3 separate regions of the Sus scrofa genome follow, and regions 2 and 3 are each linked to region 1. Evidence: chromatin contacts called from public HiChIP or PLAC-seq and promoter capture Hi-C data. All regions are on one chromosome and are shown on one strand. The core of a region is the stretch at or near the end of the contact, and the rest is flanking DNA. Distances in the headings are between cores, read along the strand shown. Region 1 holds the start of FTH1 (ferritin heavy chain 1). Region 2 holds the start of TMEM258 (transmembrane protein 258). Region 3 holds the start of FADS2 (fatty acid desaturase 2).

Region 1 (3,192 bases), core at 227-2,726:
GTGCTGGATCCCTAAAACCACTGTGCCAGGCCAGGGATGGAACCTAAGTCCCAACGCTCCAGACACACCGCCAACCCCATCGCGCCACAGCAGGAACTCCAAAGTTAAATTCTTACAGCCAGTGTCACATCTGGTCGAAGAGAGGAAAGTGGAGTATTTACTCCGCACTATTAGTGCTTCCTCCTTCTCCCTCCTTGATTAATCCATGTTAAAACATGAACTTGCCAGCTTACAGCCAGACCGATGCATTTCTAAAAGTACCCCACTAGGGAAGTAGACGGCTGTGGGCAACAATGTATATAAAGGCATAACAGTAGAAAGCAAAACTGGGTTCTTTTAGACCCTTGCTGGGTGTTCCTGAAATGGAAGGGCAGTCATAGAAATCCAGGCCAGTTCCAAACCCATCTGGTACCTGCCTATTCTTGGATGGTTTACGTAATGGTCAGACAATTCTACAACTCCTACCACACCGCCTAAAACCAGGAATTTGGAAAACTGACCCCTCTATGGAAAAAATGCCGGCCCTGTAACTGTGGATGGACTTTATCCAAGAACGAAGGGTTCGATTAGGCCCCAACCTTTAGACAAAAAGAATAAAGGAGGAGGTAGTCAGGCGCAAGGACGGGTGACTAAGACAACTGTGGCGGAAGGAGAGATTTCTAGAGATGTGCTTCAATTCAAGTGGGACTTGGCGATAAGCAGAGCAAACGGGTGGAGACGGCTGTTCGGGTGGTCAGCCCACTGGAGATAAAGCACTTCACACCAGCCCCCAGGGCTGCTATTCGACACCATTACCCAGCAGGCTCCGCCGTATTCTGGGGGATGGGAGCAGGACCTCTTCGCCTCCGCCCAGGATCACGTGATCGGATGCAGAGGACGGAATGGAAATGCGAAAATCCACCTTCCTAACTGCAGGATGGTACTGGCAGCAAGCGCGGCAAGGAAAAAAAAGGGGGAGGGGGGAGGGGGGTGGGCGGGCAGAGGCAGTCGGCCTACAAAGGGGCACTCCCAGGGGTCAGTCGGAAAGGGCCGACTCCTCGGAATTTCTGCGAAGTCCTGGGGGACCCGGAGCAGCCTCCATTTTCCAGAACCGCGCAGAGGCGGGAGGCGGGAGGCCCCGCCCGCTAGCCACACCCCGCCCCGCCGCCTCCGAGGCCGAGCCCGCCCCCCGCCGGCCAAGCCTGCGCTTACCATGGACAGGTAGACGTAGGAGGCATAGAGCTCCAGGTTGATCTGGCGGTTGATGGCCGCCTCCGAGTCCTGGTGGTAGTTCTGGCGCACCTGCGAGGAGCACGAGGTCGTCATGGCGGGAGGCTGAGGAGCGGTGGTGGCGGCAGCGGCGCGGGAGCGGTGGCGGTGGCCTTGGGGCGGTCCGAGGGCGCTGTGAAGAGGTGGCGAGGGCTGGCTCTGAGCGGCCGGCCGGGGCGGGTGACGAGCGCCGGGTTCCGTCCAAGCACTGTTGAAGCAGGAAACCGCAGCGACTCTCCGCGAAGACTGTGGCGCAGGTAGCGCTGGCCCGGCTCTTATATCGGCATCGGCCGTCCGCCCCGCCGCGGCCAATCACGCCGCCTGCCCGCCGCGCGGAGCCCCGCCCCTTCCGGTGGGTGCGGGCGGGGGTGGGGGGAGGCGCACTGGGATGGTGGGGGAGGGGAGGGAAGGGGTGGGGTGGCGAAGCCTGGGAGTCTTGGAACCCCGTCCCGCGCAGACGCCTTGAGGTGCGTTTCGTGGGATGAGAGAGACGACCTGAGCAAGGGCAGGAAGTCCAGCTCGGGGCTGTGACTCTATGACTCTCGGGGCTCTGACAGCCTGGGTTTTGCAACCGACGGGAAACCTTCCCTGGGGCGTCGAGGCTCTTGCAAGAGCCCAAGCGGGCACCCCGAGACTTATGGCCAAGGTCATGTTAAAAATCAGAGCGGTAGAGCTGCAGTTGCCACACTCCGAGGTGCCTGGTAATGCAAATAGGGAACCCGGAGAGTGAACGTGGGCCCGGAGTGAGGCAGAGGTCGGGCGGGGAAAGGGCCCTCTTTCAATTCCTCAAAACCTAGGAAGGGGCCCAAAGCAGGTGGGGTCGGGCCTCCTCCAGCTCTGGTGGCCCGGTCCGGCTTTGGCCGAAAGTGTACGTGGCTCCTCGTGCAGTTGCTACAACAAAGGCTGGGCGGGTCGTGTTTCCCCGAAAGACTGCCTTCCCGAGGGAGTCGTGAGCCACCAGGGTTCTGAGAAAATCGGCCGGTAGCTTACAACTCAGAGACCAAGGGGGTTAGAAAAGGAGGAAAGAAGCTGCTTGAATCTGAAAAGGATGCTGTGAGGCCATTTTGAAATGGCCGATCAAGCCCCAGGAGCTTCAGGCTCAGGCGGTTCTACAGGGAGCCACCCCCTGGGTTGTCCTTGGAGAGAAGCTGAAGGCGCGGAACATGAAGGACAGATGCCAGAGAACGTGGAGTGGCTGGGGCACTGTGTGTGGCTTGCAGCAGTGTCCCTGGCACTGAGTGGGTGCGAATTCGTGGGTGGCAGAACTGGAGCTAGGCAGACCCAATCTGCTGCCCCCAGGGTCCACGATTCTTAATCAGGCCCTTCAACACGTGGGTAGGGGACCTACCCAAGACCCTTTTCAGGATATTCACAAATGTCCAACTGTAAGCTGTACTTCTAAAAGCTTTACAACAAAAAATTAAAGGAACTTTACTAAAATAGGAAAACAAGTTGCTGGTGGAATTACAGCGATTTCTCTTGGGTCTTTATTCATTTCAAATGTACATATGTTACTTAAGGAAAAAAAATTTTAATGGGGCTAGGGCTGCAGACAAGAAATTAAGAAGGATGATGGGTGAATACCAAGGGTGCCTTACCCAGTCTGGGATAGGAGTTCAAGGAAGGCTGCCCTAAAGAGAGTGACATTTGAGGAGTTCCCGTTTTGGTGCAATGGCTAACGAATCCGACTAGGAACCATGAGGTTGTGGGTTCAATCCTTGGCCTTGCTCAGTGGGTTAAGGATCTGGTTTTGCCATGAGCCATGGTCTAGTTTGCAAATGCGGCTCAGATCCCAAGTTGCTGTGGCTGGGGTGTAGGCTGGCGGCTGTAGCTCCGATTGGACCCCTAGCCCGGGAACCTCCACGTGCTGTACGTGTGGCCCTAAAAAGATAGACAGACAGACAGAAAGAAAATGTGTTGGCCTGAAACTACAGTCCCTATTGG
Region 2 (3,192 bases), core at 197-2,696, 220 kb before region 1:
ACGCCAACACCGGATCCTTAACCCACTGATCGAGGCTAGGGATCGAACCTGCAACCTCATGGTTCCTAGTCAGATTTGTTAACCACTGAGCCACGACAGGAACTCCAAAGCTCTTTTTCTTTTTAGCCACACCAGCAGCATGTGGAAGTTCCCGGGCCAGGGGCTGAACTCTCTCTGCAGTGGCAGCAACTCCAGCTTCGCAGCCCGCTCCACTACGGGGGAATTTGTAATTTTGCTTATGGTTTGAGAAGTTTTATGGACCCATGTCTGTAGGTATCAAGCTAAGAATCCTTGCTGGAAGACAGAACTGGACTGGTACCCTGATCTCAACTCCTGCACTAGTAAGGAATCTTGAGATCTACAGGCAAAAGACCTAAGTTATAATTCTGGCTCTAGTGAGTAAACATGAGTCTCAGTAAAGGGATTATAATAATCTCTCTCTCACAAGGTTGATGTATGATTTAAGGCAGATGACAAACGTCACAGCCTCTAACTCACTGCCTGGCATGGAGTAGTTGCTTAATGGCTTTTTGTTTCCTTCCCAAGGTTAGAGAGCAAATTATGAGATAATGCCTGTGAAAGAGGGCTGTAAAACGTAAAGTTCTGCACAAATGTTAACTCCCATTGTCACCCACCGCCCAACGCTTCTAAAATCCAGAACATAACAACTCTAGAGAAGTAAATTGACCCCATTGTTCTAAGAGACACTGGAATTCAATTCAGTAAACATGTATGTCCCCCCACCCCCCCAAATGATAAAGACAATCGCTGCCATTGACTGACCCTCCAATTGCAGGCCCCGTGTTTGGCACTGGGAATACAAAGATGAATAGACATCATCCCAGGGCTAGAGGCACGTCAGCTGGTGGTCACTAGTAGGCGTGGCAGATAACAAAGAAGTACATGACACGTGGCAAAAGGCTGGTACATAGGTTGTGGGAGCTCCCAGGAGAGAGGGGACAAGTGCCCGAGACAGCTGGAAGTGCTTCATCAAGAAGGTGACATTTGCCCAGGGCCGTGTAGGATAAGCACGAGTTCCACAGGGGGGAAAAACTTTCCAGATACACGTCACAGAAATCAAAACTCCAAGGTTTTTAAAATGCACCCCACGCTTCTAAATCGGGAGATCTGAAACCTAGTGAGATCAAAACCACAGCCTACGGAGTCTACGGCAAGGGGCTTCCCTTCCCCGCCCCTCAGCCCAAGCCGAAGGATCCAGGAGCCTCCCGCCCTCTGGACCTCGGGCGCCTGAGGCCTCTGCGAGAGAAACCGGCTGTGGGGCGAGCCCCGAGGGGTCCCCAGAGCCCTGTGGGAAACACCTCTCAATCCTCTCACCATTTTGCCGGGCACAGGGTAAACCGCCGTTCCGCCACCGGAAGAACACGTCGGCAGGAGCAGGCGCGCAGTTCAGCCGGAAGAGGAAGCGCAGCTGCGCGAGTGGCATTGTGGGATTTGTAGTCCTGTGGTGGGGGGCGGCAACGGGATCTGGGGCCGGCGGGGTCCCGGGGTGGAGTGGGAACAAGTGGTGGAGAAGGGTAGGGTCGGGTCGCTGAGCGAGCCTGTTCACCCTGGCTGGAGTCTTTGTCTTGAGAGAAGCAGGCCGAGGGCTCCGGGGCCTGTACTACACTTCCCAGGAGGCTGTGCGCCGCGGTAGGTCATGTGACGGGAGCGCGGGCTTTGGAAGGCGGCGGAGCGAGAGGCTACCCGCGGCTGAGGAGCGAGTTGGGCTGAGGTCGGCCCTGGGCCACACAGGAGCAATCGCCAGCTGCCGAGGCTTCACGTCCCAGAGGCCAGGTGAGACCCGCGGGAAGCGCCTCGAGAGCGGCGGGCCCGCTTTGCGCCGGGTGCTGGAGAAGGCCGGCCGCTGCCGTGCGCCGGACGGAGGGAGCGCGGGATTCGCCATCTGGCGGGCCCGCCACTTTCCGTTGTGAGCCTGGGGCCAGTCGCTGAACCCCCGAGCCTCTTTCTTCATTTGTAGAAGAAGGATAATAACTCCCACCTCCTGGAGTCGTTTTGTATGGTGACTTAGGTGCTGGAGGAGAGACAGTTTTGGAACTGCACTTGTCCAGATTCCTTTCCTTCCTGCCTTTGTCGGCCTCGGTGGTGGGATACTCGGCTAACGAGGCACTGGCTCCTGGGTACACATTCTAGCAAAGCAGATAGGTTGGGGCCTGAACCGAAGGATCGAGTGGGTTCTGGAGGGGGAATTTTTATAGAGCACCTAGCGTTTGTTGGAGGGGTTTTTGTCTGGTACCTCAGTTAACTCTGACAGTAATTCTGCAAGGCAGGCATGGTTCCCATACTTGATAGATGAGAAAACCAAACCTAAATGGCTTAGTAACGTCACAGACTAAGTGACATAATGGTATTACCGAGGTGGTGAGTGCTGGTGCCTGGGTTCAAGGCCACCGCCATTCGCAGGTGAGAACTAGGTGAGACGGACATTGAAGAAAAGGGCTTCAGGATGGTGGGAGGAAGGCACCGCCGAGCAAAAGTGAGACAGGGCGGTCCTTAGACCAGCCTTTCTCTTCGATTCTAAGAGTGTAAAGTTAAGTTGGGAATCAGCATGAAAGATCTTGATGCTGTAAGTCCCTTATGTTTTAGAAAGAACCCTGTGAAGGACGAGTGGGAACAATTAGAAGGCCTAGTGTACTATTTCTTTGAGTGTTGGACACAGTGCCAGTGGTGCCTTCAGCATCCTTTTTATTTTATTTTTTATTTTATTTTATTATTTCTAGGACCACACCCGCAGCACATGGAGGTTCCCAGGCAAGGGGTCAAATCAGAGCTGCAATTGCTGGCCTACACCACAGCCACAGCAATGCCAGATCCGAGCTGTGTCTGCGAACTGCACCACAGCTCACGGCAATGCTGGATCCTTAACCCACTGAGCGAGGCCAGGGATCGAACCCACAACCTCATGGTTCCTAGTCGGATTTGTTTCCTCTGCGCCACCACAGGAACTCCTCAACATCCTTTTTAAAAGTATTGAGTTATAACTGATATAACACAGGTATTATTACTTAAGATGAGTTCTTTTTTTTCAATTTAGTTTTTAGAAGATGGTGTCCACATGAAAAATATTAAGTGAATGAAAGTACAGGTTTTAGTGGGAAGTGGCAGAAAATTGTGAGGGTGGATTAGGCCCGACTGAAGTTTGGGAAATACTTCCGTAGGAAATCTTTTGTTGAG
Region 3 (3,192 bases), core at 338-2,837, 130 kb before region 1:
GGCTTCCCATTTGGCAATTTTCGGGTAGTTGAGTTGGTCCGAGTGTCTCCTATGTATACAGGAGAGAGAGATATATATATTATTGAATGTTTTTCTCCTGTTAATGCGTCATATCAATTTAATTATTGGACTCGCTAAAACCCTGGAAGAGTAGAGGATCCAGTCTTTTTTTGTCTTTTTTTTTGGGGCCGCACCCGTGGCATATGGAGGTTCCCGGGCAGCAACGCGGGGATCCAAGCTGTGTCTGTGACCTGCAGCGCCAGATCCTTAACTCACTGAGTGAGGCCAGGAATCGAAACCGCATCTTCATGGATCCTGGTTGGTTTCCTCAACCGCTGAGCCGCTAGGGCACCTCCCAAGGATCCAGCTTTCTCAAGCCTGGACTCCAGGCAGTCCTTTTGCTGGGGCGCTGATCCTGAGCAGTTCCATCCAGGTGGCATCTGGGGACCTGCACAGGCCTATCCTTTTGCTACCCCCACCTTTATTTCCTGGAGTCTCTACAGCATCACTGAACAATTGATGGTATGAGGTCCCGTATTGCTTCCATGTTCTCCCTCTCCCAACTAGGTTGTGAGATTCCTGAGTTCGGGGCTAGAACCAAGTCTTGTTCACCCTGGGCCCCCCCACTCTCCCCACCACGGCGCCCCCTCCTCCCACCACCATGGCGCCTAACACAGGAAAGCACATCAGAGGTTCTGCAATTTTCTCCTAAGATCCACTGATTACAGGCTTCAGAGTCTTGAGCCGTCGGGAGGAGGGCTCCTTTCCGAACCAGGGAGGCTGCAGGAGGGCGCCAATGGGGTAAGCGCGGACAATGCGGATCCTGAAGTCTCGATTCCAGCGGGTCAGGGACGGGCGCCACCTATCCAGGCCGGTCCAGAGTGGAACTCGCCAGCCCCCCAGCTCCGCGCTGCCCGAGCACCCGCCAGCCTGTCTTCCGGCCGGTCGCCACCGTAAAGCAAGCGGGGACCTCTGGGCGCCAGCATCAGGTGCAAACCCCGGAAGCGCGGGCGATGGGGGCGCGCGCACGCGCCCAGAACTCAGCCACCGCCCCCTCTCGCGGGCCGCGCTCCCCTGAGATCCCCTCCGCTGCGCGGCGCCGGAGCGGGGGCGGGAGGAGTTCGGACACGTAACCTGCCTCCCTGCCTGGCTCGACTCCGCGTGGGCGGGCAGGCGGGGGAGCCGGGGACCGCTGCTCCAGCCCGCTGGCCTTCGAAAGATCCTCCTGGGCCAATGGCAGGCGGGGCGACGCGCCCGGATTGGTGCAGAAGCTCTGCTGATCACTGTGGAAACCCAGGCGGAGGGGAACGCGGGAGGATGCAGAGCCCTGGGCGGGGGGAGTCGGAGGGGCGGGCACAGGAGGCCTGGAGGCCCTGAGCTACCGGGGAGTTTTAGCTGGAGGCAAAAGTCCATTGCGGGCTGGCGGGCGGAGGGAGGGCGGAGGGAGGGGACCGTTTGGGGCCACTGGGAAGCCTGGAGGAAAGGCAAGGATACTCCCGAGCGGAGGCGAGGAGGCTGGGGGAGGGGGCGCGGTGGGAGGAGGAGAAGACAAAAGCCGAAAGCAAGGAGGGCCCGAGCGGCACAGACCGCAGTGCACCGGGCAACCTGGTCAGCGGGCAGCATGGGGAAGGGGGGGAACCAGGGCGAGGGGGCCACCGAGCGCGAGGCGCAGATGCCTACCTTTAGCTGGGAGGAGATTCAGAAGCACAACCTGCGCACGGACAAGTGGCTCGTCATCGACCGCAAGGTCTACAACGTCACCAAATGGTCCAGCCGGCACCCCGGGGGCCACCGGGTCATCTCGCACTATGCAGGGGAAGATGCTACGGTAAGGGTCTGGGGCCTCTCCCGCCACCTTCCTCGGCTGCTGGAGGGAGTCCGGAGCCGTGGGTCCCAGGGCGCCAAACAAGACCTCCAGCGCTGTGTGGAGCTTGGGGCGTCCCGAAGGGAAGGAAAGTGTCTCCTGTGCTCTTCCCCCGCCCCGAATCCTCGTCCTCTAGGACAGCTGGGCCAACGAGCCCTGGGGGTCGGATTCTGGAACCCGGGAGGCAGATCTGAGCGGTGGAGAACCGTGCCGGATCTACCGCGCGCACTGGGAGCCTTGCATCCGTTACTTCCTCCGGGTTCACTGGGACTCGGGGACTCCCCAAAGGGGGCGCTGAGGCTTTGGCGCCCCCATCGTGAAAGATGGCCGCCCCTGGGCGCTCCGGAGAGGAGCGGGAGAGGAGCCAGCTGTGGGACTCTGCGCCCGTCCCTGCTCTCCCCCAGACCAGGGGGCGGGGAAGGAAAGCTCGCCCCCGGCCAGGGCTCGCTCCTGCTGGAATTCTAGCCTCCGAAGGTCTGCAATGGCTGCCTGGGAGACTCCGTCTGGTAGTTCCCGGTCCCACGGTCTCAGAGATAGCCAGCACCCACCGCAAGGGTGGGCCTTCTTGGGGGACCGGGGTGAGAAGTAGTAGAAAGAGAGAGGTTTGCAGTTTGCAAAGCCCAGGTGGAGAGGAGCTCTGAGACCCGACGATTTATTATCTGCACAAGGCTGGCTCGGCAACAGGTCCGGCTGCACCCGAGGTTACTGGGGACTTCAACTCAAAGGCCCTCTGTTTCTAAATCCTGCCAGGAATGCCCTTCCCTCATCTTGCACTGGTAAAGGTAGTGAGTCCCTAGGATCTCGCCGGTGCCAGGCTACCCGTCTTACCCGCACTTTCATGCAGGATGCCCATCTTCCTCTCCCCTTTATGTAATCGCTGCTCTGCGTTCCCCAGCCCCTCCACCACGCCCCCTAACCCCCAGACGGAAATCCTCCCTTTTCTCGAAGGTGCAGCCGGTTCCCCTGTGAGCTCAAGTGAATGAGAGAGAAAAGAACAGAGGCGGGGAGGAAGGAAGGGGGTCTCTCTTGGTGGCAGTGAGCTGGAGGCAGAGAAGGAGTCTGGTGACTAGGGAGGGATTAGCTTGAGTAGCTCATTCCACCTGGAGGTCCGGCATGCTGACCCGCCGGGGCTTTTGCTGTCCAAGCTGCGTGGCCCATTAGTTGGTGACACTCTTAATCTTGCTGCCTGGCTCATTGGGACAGGCCTCCTCCAGGGGTGGAGGCAGATCAGGCAGCTCTGATCTAAGCTCTTCTTCAGCTCGAAGCATCGGTGAGCAGCGATAGCGCCTGCAGCTTTTGGCCCCAGCCAGTTTGACCTGCTTGTGAAC

What was found. Promoter capture Hi-C pulls out the DNA fragments that hold promoters and counts their contacts. HiChIP or PLAC-seq counts read pairs in DNA pulled down with a chosen protein or histone mark.
Region 2: an H3K27ac HiChIP or PLAC-seq map of alveolar macrophages shows a contact between it and region 1. The contact joins the promoter of TMEM258 here to the promoter of FTH1 in region 1. A contact is called at or near these places in 1 of 5 promoter capture datasets (liver), 7 of 47 Hi-C or Micro-C datasets (blood, heart right ventricle, liver and 4 more) and 2 of 2 datasets of contacts at active chromatin or transcription factors (alveolar macrophages and skeletal muscle).
Region 3: a contact with region 1 is called in a promoter capture Hi-C map of liver, with 2.6 times the contacts expected there. The contact joins the promoter of FADS2 here to the promoter of FTH1 in region 1. A contact is called at or near these places in 1 of 5 promoter capture datasets (liver) and 2 of 47 Hi-C or Micro-C datasets (embryonic fibroblasts and liver).

Annotation. Positions count from the first base shown.
Region 1 is chr2:9,533,454-9,536,645 of Sscrofa11.1, reverse strand. It overlaps FTH1 (ferritin heavy chain 1), which reads right to left and starts at 1,476. Exons shown (of 5, transcript NM_213975.1): 1 at 1,398-1,476; 2 at 1,192-1,330. The coding sequence starts at 1,305.
Region 2 is chr2:9,755,224-9,758,415 of Sscrofa11.1, reverse strand. It overlaps TMEM258 (transmembrane protein 258), which reads right to left and starts at 1,446. Exons shown (of 4, transcript XM_003122626.6): 1 at 1,336-1,446. The coding sequence starts at 1,338. FEN1 (flap endonuclease 1) reads left to right here and starts at 1,553. Exons shown (of 2, transcript XM_003122627.5): 1 at 1,553-1,794.
Region 3 is chr2:9,665,061-9,668,252 of Sscrofa11.1, reverse strand. FADS2 (fatty acid desaturase 2) reads left to right here and starts at 1,587. Exons shown (of 12, transcript NM_001171750.1): 1 at 1,587-1,828. The coding sequence starts at 1,622. It overlaps LOC100739565 (a long non-coding RNA gene), which reads right to left. Exons shown (of 3, transcript XR_135127.4): 1 at 1,681-3,192.